Regions from separate parts of the Macaca fascicularis genome. Here region 2 is linked to region 1. Evidence: chromatin contacts called from public Hi-C data. All regions are on one chromosome and are shown on one strand. The core of a region is the stretch at or near the end of the contact, and the rest is flanking DNA. Distances in the headings are between cores, read along the strand shown. Region 1 holds the start of LOC101925346 (lysosomal phospholipase A and acyltransferase). Region 2 holds the start of ESRP2 (epithelial splicing regulatory protein 2).

Region 1 (6,357 bases), core at 2,354-4,853:
TCAAAAATCTTTTCACTGTATGGAAATTTAGTTGTGATACAAGTACTCCCAAACCTTTAGAGATGTAAAACCACTGCAGCCCCAAATTACCAAGATGTAATTTATGGAACTCATCAATAAAAGCCAAAGAACTGAAACAACTCTCATCAATTTCCTTTACCACGAAAAAGCAGTGAGCAATGATTCAGAACTCAGATGTTATTTATTCACTTATTTAACAAAATATTGGGACTGTGTGCAGTGGCTCACACCTGTAATCCCAGCATTTTGGGAGGCTGGAGTTCCAGAGTAGCCTGGGCAAGATAGTGAGACCTCCGTCTCTATTTAAAAAAATATATATTGGGCCGGGTGTGGGGGCTCATGCCTGTAATTCCACCACTTTGGGAGGCTGAGGCAAGAGGATCACTTGAGGTCAGGAGTTTGAGACCAGCCTAGCCAACATGGTGAAACTCTATCTCTACTAAAAACACAAAAGGTAGCCAGGTGCGGTGGCACACGACTGTAGTCCCAACTACTCGGGAGGCAGAGGCGGGAGAATCACTTGAATCCTGGAGGTCTAGGCTGCAGTGAGCTGAAATCACGCCACTGCACTCCAGCCTGGGCGACAGGGCGAGACCCTGCCTCAAAAAAGAAAAAAAAAAAAAAACATATATATATATATATATATATATATAAAATATATGTAAAAGAACTGTGCTAGGCACTGATAATATAACTGAAAAAGATACAGACACTATATCTGACCTCAAGGAACTTCCATTCCAGTGAGGAAGAGAATCCAAAAATGAGTTCAGCAAACACACTGATACAACCCAGCAAGGATCTGAATTCTACCAACAATTTTATTCTTATTTTCCACATTATTGCATATATTATCCTAAAATCATTTCAGTGAATCCACTTTGTTCCTTCAAACTACATACTCATAATTATGCTTAGTAAAATGAAAACTTACTCTGTGAACAAATAATTCTGAAAACTTAGCTGTGAATATATAACACATCCTCAACAGAATTTCAAAATTAATTGCTATGTGTTCATAGCAGCACTATTCACAATAGCCAAAAGGTAGAAAAAGCCCAAATGTCCATCAATTGGTGAACAAATTGTGTTCCTTTATACACACACACACACACACACACACACACACACACACGATGGAATATTATTCAGCCACAGAAAGGAATGAGGTAGTCAGACACAAAAGGTCACATATTATATTACCCTATTTACATAAAATATCCAGAAGAGGTACCATAGAGACAGATCCCAGACTGGTGGCTGCTAGGGATTGGGAGGAGGGAAGGGAAAATATGGGGCAACTGTTTAATGGATACTGAGTTTTCTTTTGGATGAATAAAATGTTTTAGAAGTAGACAGAAGCAGTAGCTGCACAACACTGAATGCAGTAAATTGTTCACTTTAAGAAGGTTTGTTTTTTCATACGTATTTTGCCTTAATATTAAAAAAAAAAACTTTTAAAAAATTACCGCTCAAAATATTTTAAAGTGGACTTTTTGTCACAAATAAAACTGCGGATGTTTACCTTTGGAAATTTCAGTTATAAATCAAGCTACAGATAACTCCTTTTAGACCTATTTTAATAGCAAAATGGCTTTTGTGTATGACAAAGATCATTAAAATTTTTTTCATAGCTTTGAAATGTTATTCAATATTTTGGTTGTATATACAATTCCTACTTATGTAGTCACTCAATTCCTTTATTATTCATATGTTTGGTTAACACCCTTATTGATCATATATTTGTATATAATATGCTCTAATCAAGTTTGTGCCCAATAAAAGTTTGCTGACATCATCAACTGTTTCTCTCTTTTACAATAAAAATACTCAAGCTGTTTTTCTTTCAAGTCCCGATAATCTAGGTACAATTCAATGCTACACTCTTCACAAATGCCACTTTTTTTGTTTCTTCCTCTACTACAAAATGCATCACCATTCACAGATTTCCTAGTAGCACAGTTATTACTTGGACTATGTGTCTCCTCCAACTACTTCCCAAACTCCTTAAGGAGCCTCAGTCCTCTGCATCATCATCATAACACAACAAGGTCCGTAAGAGTGGTTCAACGTAATAGGTGCTCAAATTATGTGAATGGAATTGAAAATAAACGCAGCCAACACATAACTATTATAAATTATGTACTACAGTGAAAAAGACATCTAGCATATTAAGACTAAAAGGACCAATAAAATAAGTACCGCCTAGAGAATCCTCATGCCTCACGTTCAGGTATGTTTTGCAATGCAACTCTACAGAACAGTCTATTGAACATCAACATGAACATTAAGAAATTCACCTCACACCAGGCAAGAAAAAATATCTTACCCATTTCCTTTGCGAAGTTCGTATGCATATGTAACAGGGAAACTGAACTTAATGAACCACAGTATTCCAAACCAGGTCACAAAAGACCTCTAAGTCCCCAGTCATCCTGTTTCTATTTCCTGATTGGTCTGACCTGCAAGCATTATGGTGCCCAGCTTGCCCAATTCAAGATTTCCTTTAAAATATCTGCCAAGGAGAGGTTTTTCTTTAAATAAAAATCGACTTCTAGAACTTTCCAGGAAAATTATGAAAAAAGCAACCCGCGATTAAAAAAAAAAAAAAAATCTTCCGGAACATTTTATTCAAGTAAGGAAATCGAGTCTCCAGAAAAGTCCCGTTACAGTTACACTTCGAATTAACTGTGGGTGATAAACTTGCACGAGTGGACGTTAACTCGAAAGCATTACTCTCCTAGCAAAGTAGATTTAAAGAAACATGTGCGTGATTTTTAGAGGGGTCCTACCGTTGAAAAACAAGCATCTTTCAAACGCACATTTCAAGAAACGACCTAGAATAGATGAAAAACCCAGTGCGCTAACAATTCACAGGGACATTTTCCTTGCAACACATTGGCAAAGCAGCAACAACCAGACGCCACTTGGGCAGCAGCCCGGACCCTGGGCCTCCAAACCCCGATCGTCCCGGAGTCGAGTTCCCCACTAGTTTGCTTCCAGCCAAGCCCGCCACCACTTCCACGTTGCAGCGACCCACACGCCTCCTCAGCGATTTAAATCCGTTTTTAACTCGCCACACACACGCGCGCGCGCGCACACACACACAAGGGGTTATCGGTCTCCGGTCATCCAAGAGAACAGGGAGGGAGCGAGAGATCCTGCGAGCGAGAAGCGGGGTCGCTCCACGGTCCCGCCTGGCCCGGCACCCACCTGCAGGCCGCGAGCCCGGGGGCGGCGGCGCCGGCGCCCCGTCCTCGCCAAAGACGAGTTTGAAGTCGAGCTCGTCGTGGGCACCACAGTTTGCAGTAGTCATCGGCGTGGCCCAGGGTGCTGCGGCTCTTCCTCAGGCGGCGGCGGCGGCGGCGGCGGCAAGCGGCGGCAAGCGGCGGCAAGCGGCGGCAGCAGCTCCTTAACGCCGCTTCATGCCGGGCCGCGCGGGCCAAGAGGTCGCAACTCCACAGCAAACTTTCCGGGCGGGGCCCGGGACGGCGAGCGTTCCGTTCCGAGCTAGAAAGCTGGCCGCGCGCCGAGCAGCACCAGGAGCCGCAGCCGCCCGCCACCGGTGCCTAAGCCTCCACTGTCGCCTTAGCCAATATTCCCCGCCCCCCAACAGTCGCCGCCACCGCCGCCGCGGGCGCGCTCTCGCGCCGTGCCGCGCGCCCGGCCCCGCCCCCTACGCGTGCCCGTCCGACCTGGCTGCCCATTGGCTACTAGCGCGGCGAACTGGTGCCGGGCCCCGCCCCCTCACAGGCCTATCGCGTAACTCGGTCTCCGCGAGAAGGAAGTCACGTGAACACCCAGCCCCGAAGAGCCCAGTTATTTCTCGGGAGTTGTAGTTGGTCTGCGTTCCCTCGGCGATTCCTTCTAAATTAGACGAGAGAAGGCCGATAGCCTCTGTAATTGGATAGGGGACCACCACTGGCCAGTGGAGAAGACCTTTTTCCTCATTGGGCGGAGCTCATGTTCAAGAAGGGGTGCCGAAGCACTGAGGTTCTGGGTTCGGTGATGTGGGTGCGCATCGTGTTACTCCTGATGGCTGGCTTTAGGGAAGGCATTAGGGCCCCGCAGGGTTACCTGGACGCCGCCCACATCCTCATCCCCCCACCTCAACTTTAATGGCTGAGTCTCCAGAGGGCGGGGACCGGACCTAGTGTCCAGCTAGGTTGGGGCGAAACCGAAGGAGGCAGGTTGCGCGACAAGTCCGGACTCTGAGCTCGCGGTCGCCGCAGGCCCACCCTCTGCGGGGCGGAGCCTGCGCTCCGGTGGCTGCGCCTTTGTCCCTACTAGCGGGCCCCCGCAGCTGCTCCCTAGACAGCGTGCGCGTTTGAGGCCTCGGCGAAGCCCAATGGGCAGGGCCTGTCCCTTGCTGGAAGTTGAGTAGATTGAGCGGGAGAGCCAGTTGTGAGCTCTGTGTCCTGGTGCATATCCATGAAAGCGGGAGGGATGAAGCCGCCCAAATTGGGTGTCTGGCAGTGGAGAGGAAGTGACACTGCCTAAAGAACCGTTTTCGTGATCTGCCCTTCTCGAGCAAGCTAGCCTTCCCGAGATGGCCCAAGACGCCTCCTCCTGGGGTCTGGGATGAAGGCCGTCCTTGGGGACTGGGAGCCTGACTTGTTTACCTAGGGCTCCGCTGAGGCGCAAGGTGGACGGGGAGGTGAGAGAAGTGGGGTGACCGCTTCCCCCAGCTCCGTGCCCCGGGCACAAGGCCCACAGGGTATAGCATCCCTAGATGCGCGTTGCTGGAGGAACCCAGAGCTGTGTCTGAGGCTTGGGTACAGGTGCATCCAAGAAATGCTGCCCTCTCAGAGGATACAATAGGTTGTAAAAAAAAAAAAAAAAAAAAAAAAAAAAAAAAGAGAGAGAAAAGAAAAAAAAGAAATGCCGCTCTCACAAGGCCTACAGCACATTCCACACCGCCCACAAAAGCCAGTGGAAGAGAGGGTAAAGGGAAGCTCCTTGCAGAGATCTCAATCTCTGGACAGACACTTGAGCTACCAGGGAGCCCTAGAGGGAGCCAAACTAGACGTTGGGTCAGGAAGACAGGGAATGTCCAGAGCATCCAAGACGTTCATCTTGTATTGGTTCATTTCTGCCCAGTGTTCTGTACCGGTACCTGTGCTGTTCCTGGGGATTCAGAGATAAATTAAGTCTCCCTTCAGGGGTAGGGGAGAGGGGACCAGCAAATCTATAACTACTGTGCAAAGAAATGAGGGTTGTGCCAGGAGCTCAGAGACAGTTCATAAGCCCGCTGGCTGCAGGGCCTTGACGGGTTAGTAGGAACTGGAGTGACAGGCAAGAAGTGAGCAAGTTTCATTCCAGGCAGAGAACAGATTTCCAAAGACTTGATGACCAGAAAGTACCTGCAGTGGGCAGAAGCCAAAGGTGGGGCTGGATGAATGGGCAGAATGCTGCAGGCCACTGCAAAGTGTCTGGACTTTATCCTGACGGCAGTAGGGAGCAGTGGAAGGACTTAGAGCAGGGGATTTACATGGTCAGCATTCTGGATGGATCACTGGATTCAACTGGGACAGGGGTGAATGAAGTTAGAGGAAGAAGGTAACAGTGGTCAAGGAGAGGGAACAACTGGCATCAGATGGGTGGAATATCCTTCCTGGTAACCTGTCCTGCCTGCAAATCTCCAACCTTGAGGGCCTCAGTGTGGAACTTGGGGCCCAAATGCCACATCAGCTCTGGAGCCCTCTGCCTCAGGCAGGCTGCTGGTCCACCTATTTGTACCACATATACCAGGATCCTGATACAGTATAAGGTCCCAGAGGCTTGGCCAGCTCATCTGAAGTCCTTTCAGACATGACTTCACCTAAACCATGGGATCAGCCATAGTCAGACCAGATGGCAGGCAGGAGGGAGACCTTGGGCTGGTCAGCCCCTCCACTGGGAAGGGACCACAGAGAAGCTGTAGATGGCTTGAAAAATTCAACCACACATCAAATGCTCAGCTATGCATCTATGTTCCCAGCCACTGAGCACCTGGAGAACACTTAGAACAGGTTACATTGTAGGGAGGGTTTCTGATCTGGGGTAAACTGAGAAGCTACCAAGGAATGGTGAGGGCTGGGACATGGATGGGCACCAACTGCAGGAAGGGAGTCACCATGTGTGTAAGAAAGTCAGCAATGGCTGGGAACTCTGCAGCCTGTGAAGGGGTCTGACCACACACACCGATATGTACATACTCTTTCAGCCTTTGCCCCAGCTAGGGCCAGGACGTCCCCCCATGAGCTCTTCCTCAGGCAGTTCCAAAGCTCCTGCAGGTCATCTGGGCCCAGCTCCATCCCTCTGGGAGCCCTGTGAGACCAGGAGGCCCACAGGACC
Region 2 (6,357 bases), core at 1,839-4,338, 160 kb before region 1:
CCTTAGACAACGGTTCATTCATTCAGTGACAGGCAATGGAGGTAAGCCTCTATCTTCGAGGATGGGATGATGGAGCAGGGAGACAATAAACGATTAAAAATCAAGTTATAAGTTGGTTAAGTTGGGGGGATCGGGGGGGCAGAAAGAAGCAATGAGGGACGGTTGGGGTTAGCAGTGTGGGTTGTTTAGTAATAATGGGGTGATCTGGGAGGACTCATCTGAAGATGAGTAAGGGATCTCAGCAAAGCAGGACCGCACCCTCCGGCCCGGTATTTAAACGAATTTGGTTTTTAAAGAAGAATCCAAGGGTTGGAGCTGGGCCCGCAGTGGCTCACGCCTGTAATTCTAGCCCTTCGGGAAGCCGAGGTGGGCGTATTTCGAGACCAGCCTGGTCAACATGGCGAGACCCCGTCTCTGCAAAAAATACAAAAATTAGCCGGGCGTGGTGGCGGCGCACACCTGTGGTCCCAGCAACTTGGAAGGCTGAGGTGGGCGGATCGCTTGGGCCCCGGGGATGTTGCGGCTGCTGTGATCAGAGATTGCGCTGTTGCACTCCAGCCTGGGCGACAGAGTGAGACCCTGTCTCAAAAATAAATAAATAAATAAATAAATAAATAAATAAATAAATAAATAGAATACGCCGGGCTCACGCCTGTAATCCCAGTACTTTGGGAGGCCGAGGTGTGTGTATCACTTGAGGTCAGGAGTTCGAGACCATCCAGCCTGATCAACATGGTGAAACCCAGTCTCTACTAAAGAAGCACAGGCGTGGTGGTGCATGCCTGTAATCCCAGCTACTTGGGAGGCTGAGGCAGGAGAATCACTTGAACCTGGGAAGTGGAGGTTGCAGTAAGCCGAGATCGCGCCATTGCACTCCCGTCTGGGCAACAAGAGCGAAACTCCGTCTTAAAGAAAAGAATAATAAAAATTAAAAAAAATAAAAAATATAAAGAATCCAAGCGACAGGAGTTGTCTTGCTATGGGGCCGGCCGGATGGGCTCTCGGGGTAGTTTAGGGGAGTCGCACTGCGCTACCAGCCCGCGCCTCAGGTTCACGACCCAGCGGCAACTTGGGCACGCATAAGCGCGTCATCCATGGGAAAGCGCTCAGGACGGCCAGAGACGCCACAACGGAGCAGTCACCTCGCGAAGGAGGCTTCCGTGAAGAGTGAGTGTCGAGACCCACACTGAAGAGGAAAAAGGGCCTAGAGGCTGCACAGATGAGGTCGCCAGGAGGGACGAAATGGAGACCGAGCAGCGTCCGGACCCCCGGGCGGGGACGCTGTGACCCTGTGCTGTAGGATTGGGACCCAGACAGGAGCCGAGGAGGAAACGACGTGCTTCTGTGGAGCTTTAGGACTGCGGGGGTTAGGGACACAGGTTCATGGAAATTGTCTGGAAGGGCGTGGCCGCAGGAAGGGCCGCCTCCGCCAGGCGCAGGCGCGCTACGGGGCGGGAGGGGGAGGAGCCTTACTCGCGGATGCGCCCTGCCCCGCGAACAAATATTTGACATTCCGGGCTTATCGGGAGGCGGGGTCCGAAGAGCAACGTTCTCCCTTCCCCCCGCGCCTGATTTGCTTACCGTTTCCGGGGGAAGAGACACATGGGCCAGTGCCCTGGTGGGCGGTCCGGAGATGGGCAGCCGCGCACCAAGGCCCGCCTCCACCTGTAAGGAAAGTAAAGTGCTAGTGGCTCGAACCCGCCGGGCGAAGGATGCACTTTCCTTTCTCTCCCTGTCGCCGTGTCCGGGCGGGAGTCATTTCCGTCCCGGGCGCCTGTTTCTTTAGCTGCCAAGTGGAGCCACGCCGAGCTCTCTAGCCCCGGGCCTCGCCCCTTCCCCGGGCATGAGCTCTGGGGATGCGCCAGGGTGCTCCGCTCTCTCCATTGTCCGGGGACGGGGATGCAGCACCCTCCTTGTTCGAAAGCGCGTGGCGTGGCTCCTGTCTCAGTCTCGAGTCGGGCTAGGCAACCGCGTGACTCAGTTCCCGCCAGGCTGGAGCCCCCTCCTTCCTGCTGGATTATTCCGTTTCTCAGTCACTTATTCAGTTTCTCAGTCACCTCCCTGGGAGAGTTTGGGAAAGTAAGGAACGGCCGGGAAATGCACCATAAAGGAGCCTCACCAAGCTCCACTGGGCGAAGGGGGCACTGGGAGCCCCCAACGCGGGACTGTCAATGGGGTTGTAGGTGCGGGATGGAAAAGGGAGGATCCGCAGCCCGCACGCGCGCACACACGCTCAACGCTAGCTCCCCCATCCGCCAGAGCGCTCGCAATCTCCAGGCAGCTTCTCCATCGTCGAGAAAGGGACGAAAGCAGGAAGGCCCCCACACGTGGGAGTTCCGAGGCTCCAGGCCCCTTCTACCCCTCTCAGCCTTGTCTAGGGTGCAGCTCTCTGGGGTTGGGGGGGTTCCTTTCCCCCAGCATTGAGGCCTGCTCACTTCCAACCCACAACGACTTCTCAGTGCCAGGCTACCGCTCGGCCCTAGCGTCTGCATGGACAAACCCTTACCTGTGATCCCTGGTGACCACCCCACAGCTCTAACAACCCTGATGTTCCCGCCGCCCTCCCCTTTCCCAGCTGACTTCTGGTGATCCCCCCACAGGGTGATACCCGGCAACTCTCGCCGCCCCCTTGACCCTTTGACTTCCATCAACCCCAGACCTGCCGTGGTGACCCCCATAGCCCCTAGACTGCCTCCTGGCGCCTTCCATAGGTCCTGTGTGACTCTCTCGGAGTAGAGAAGGCCTCTTGCATGGTCCTTTGCAGAGGCCTGACGGCCCCTGGGGAAGAGTGGGGGGAGAGCGAAGAACGGGTTAGCCCCAAGAATCAGGCAGGACCAGCCCTAGAAGCAGGAATCCGGATCCTGAGCGTACACCCACACCGGGATTATGAGTTCTTGCGTCCTGGGCTGGGTTGTGGCGGCCCTCCCCCAAGGTTCCCGGGGCCGCCCCTGTCACGTGGCCGGCGGGGCAGGCAGGTAACTAGCCTGGAGAGGGCGTGGGCCGGTAGCCGCCCCGCCCCGCGGGGCGCCACGGGCGGGTCTCGGCAGCGCCCACTGAGCCAGCCGGGCCGCAGGTGCCGCCCCCGACACACGGTGTCCCGCCCAAGCTGATCCGCGTCTGCCGTCGGTCGGTGCCTGCGTGCGCCTCGTCGGTCCGCGTGTGTCTGGCCGAGCGCCGCCTTCCTCTGCGGCCATGACTCCGCCGCCGCCCCCGCCCCCAGGCCCTGACCCCGGGGCTGACCCCGCCGCAGACCCCTGCCCCTGTCCCGGATCACTGGTCGTCCTGTTCGGGGCTACGGCGGGTGCGCTGGGACGAGACCTGGGCTCGGATGAGACCGACTTAATCCTCCTAGTCTGGCAAGTGGTTGAGCCGCGGAGCCGCCAGGTAGGGTGGAAAGGAGGCGGTGAGGTCCCCAGGGAGCTTCCGGGGTCGAGGGGCGCGGCTGATCGGTTTCCCCCGCCGCTCACAGGTGGGGACGCTGCACAAATCTCTGGTTCGCGCCGAGGCGGCCGCACTGAGTACGCAATGCCGCGAGGCTAGCGGCCTGAGCGCCGACAGCCTGGCGCGGGCAGAGCCGCTGGACAAGGTGCTGCAGCAGGTGAGCGCTGGGGTGGGTGGCGGCACGGCCTGGCCGTGAGGACATTTCTGGGCGGGAGAGGCTGCCGGAGGCTAGACCTGGCGTGCCGCAACCAACCGGACCGGGCGGCAGGACGGGGTCTTGTTTGAAACTTTGAGCGACTCTCGCGTGTGCGTGTCCCTTTCATCCGCGCGTGCCGGCCATTCCCCTGGGCGCCTTACTTTTCAACCATTGCAGGAACCTACTCCTACCGAAGGGATCGGGACGCAGGCTTTGGGATCCATCCCCAGTTCCCGCCCGGGGAGCGAGGCCGAGACGCCTTTGGGAGACCTGCTGGGTCAGGTCTCCCTGAGCCGCAGTCGGAAGCGAAAAGGGTCGAGGGGCCCATATAGGTCGCCAGTCCTTGCCGCCCGCGTCTTCGGCCCGCTTGGGAGCCGCTGGAGTGGAGGCGTAGGGCGGTGTCGGCCCTAGAGGTAGACGCCGCCAGGTGTAAACTGCTCGTCTAGGCCTGTCCCGGCCGGCTGGCCAGGCGTGGGCGCTGTCCCGGCCTGGCCTGGGGGACTATCTGCCTGCTGAGTGCAAAGGCCTGGGGTGCTTCCTGCCCTAGCTGAAGTGGGAGGTGGTTTCCATTGCTGTTTTCTTTTCCTTATCTTCACTACGTCGCTCACTCTGTGTCTGACTCTTGAGTGTAATAGTCTAAGTCCTTTATACGCACACATTCTTTCATCTTCCAACAACTCTTGTGGTTCCTGATGAGGAGGCACCACGATGATGATTCTTTGTTTCAGAAGGGCTTTGGGCCCTTCACTTGGGGAGTTTGCTGGAGGAGAGCTGGGTTGCCTTGCTCTGTCAGCCTCAGGTTGTAAAGTTTCACCGAATTGGCAGGGAGGGTCCGTGGATCAGTGATTAGTGCTTATACTTCTCCAGCCAGCATGGAGGCTGGGGGAGGGCTGGGCAGCCTCAGGAGTGCCACCCCCTCTATGAGCAAACAGCTCAGTGCCAGCCGGTCGATAGGGTGTGGGTCAAAGCTCATGCTGCCCCTGATGTCCAAGTGTGGAGCTCTGTCCTTGGAGTTTCTCTGCCCCTCGGTTGGTCAGACCTGGAGGCGGGGCTGCCATTGACCATGAGCCTTCTGGGCCTCAGGCAGGACTGGGCCTCCCCCACCTGTCTGAGGGTGGTGCCTGGTCAGAGACAGGTTTAACCTGCTTTGCTCCGCCTCTTCCCACCTGCTTGTCCCACTCCAGGTGTTTGCTCTGGCCCCACTCCAAACTCCTGGAGTGTGTGTGTTGAGGGCTTGGGTTATGTGATTGCCCTCATTTGGCCTGGAGGAGGTGACAGTGGACTGGAACAAGGTTGGGGGGTGAGGGGAAGGGACATAGGGCTAGGCTCAACAGGTGTGGCCTCTTCTTCCCAGGCAGGATAGGGTTGAACATCTGGCTGAACCAGCTTTGCAGCCTGCCTCCTTCCTCCTCTTACCCTCACTTCCTGCCTGCCCAGCTGTGAATCTGTGTGTTTCTCTCTCCCCACTCCCTATCCCCAGTTCTCACAGCTGGTGAATGGGGATGTGGCTCTGCTGGGCGGGGGCCCCTACATGCTCTGCACTGATGGGCAGCAGCTATTGCGACAGGTCCTGCACCCTGAGGCCTCCAGGAAGGTATGCCCCTGAAGGAAAACCGGGCGGGGGGGCAGGGTCAGTAAGGGTCCCAGGACCCCTGTTGTCCTGAGGGTGGGCAGGGCACTCATCCCCAATCCTATGTGCCCCCAGAACCTGGTGCTCCCCGACACATTCTTCTCCTTCTATGACCTCCGAAGAGAGTTCCATATGCAACATCCAAGTACCTGCCCTGCCAGGGACCTCACTGTGGCCACCATGGCACAGGGTATCTGTGACCCAGAAGGGTTAGGGTGGACAAGTCACTGTGGGTACATGTATCTGAGTATGCGCATGCTGGTGGGTGGGTAATATGGACACATGCAAGTCTGCATCATCTGCTAAGTCCCTGAGTGTACCTGTGTCTGTGTGTCTGTGCTAGGATGAGTTTGGAATGTGGGTATGTGTCTATGTCTGGACTGGGGATCTGTAAGTGCACACATGAACTGGGCCAAAACAGATGTATATGCTGGTCTCCAGCATGTGTCTATGGAGGGGAGTTGGGCCCAGGGGTAAACAGGATTGGTGCTTATGCTGTCTTCACTGTCACTTCTCTACCCATAGATTTAGGACTGGAGACAGATGCCACAGAGGATGACTTTGGGGTCTGGGAAGTGAAGACAATGGTAGCTGTTATCCTCGATCTACTCAAAGAGTCCAGCAGTAAGTTTTCCCTCACTGCCTGTCACCTGTTCTCAGGGATGACGAATGCCGGCCTATTACTCCTCCCCACTGTGACCTTCTCTAAGAGACCACAGGGGAAGCCTCTTTGTCATTTCTTCTTTTTCTTTGTGACAGAGCCTTGCTCTGTAGCCTAGGCTAGAGTGCAGTGGTGCAAACTCAGCTCACTGCAACCTCCACTTTCCGGGTTCAAGTTATTCTCCTGCCTCAGCCTCCAGAGTAGCTGGGATTACAGGCGCTCGCCACCACGCCTGGCTAATTTTTGTATTTTTAGTCGAGACTGGGTTTCACCATGTTGGCCAGGCTGGTCTCGAACTCCTGACCGCAAATGATCCACCCACCTTGACCTCCCAAAGTGCTGGGATTATAGGCCTGAGCCACTGCGCTCAGCCTGTCATTTCTTCATCTCCCTCAACTGTCCTCTTTTTGCAGAACTTGGTGGGGAGAC

Evidence for each region. Hi-C and Micro-C count contacts between places; a contact is called where the count stands out from the background.
Region 2: a contact with region 1 is called in a Hi-C map of liver, with 2.0 times the contacts expected there. The contact joins the promoter of ESRP2 here to the promoter of LOC101925346 in region 1. A contact is called at or near these places in 2 of 2 Hi-C or Micro-C datasets (liver and skeletal muscle).

What each region holds. Positions count from the first base shown.
Region 1 is chr20:64,138,959-64,145,315 of T2T-MFA8v1.1, reverse strand. LOC101925346 (lysosomal phospholipase A and acyltransferase) reads right to left here and starts at 3,603. Exons shown (of 16, transcript XR_012429041.1): 1 at 3,235-3,603.
Region 2 is chr20:64,300,040-64,306,396 of T2T-MFA8v1.1, reverse strand. It overlaps ESRP2 (epithelial splicing regulatory protein 2), which reads left to right and starts at 3,088. Exons shown (of 15, transcript XR_012429048.1): 1 at 3,088-3,384; 2 at 3,470-3,598; 3 at 5,118-5,231; 4 at 5,343-5,457; 5 at 5,793-5,891. LOC101925346 (lysosomal phospholipase A and acyltransferase) reads right to left here. Exons shown (of 16, transcript XR_012429041.1): 10 at 1,582-1,665.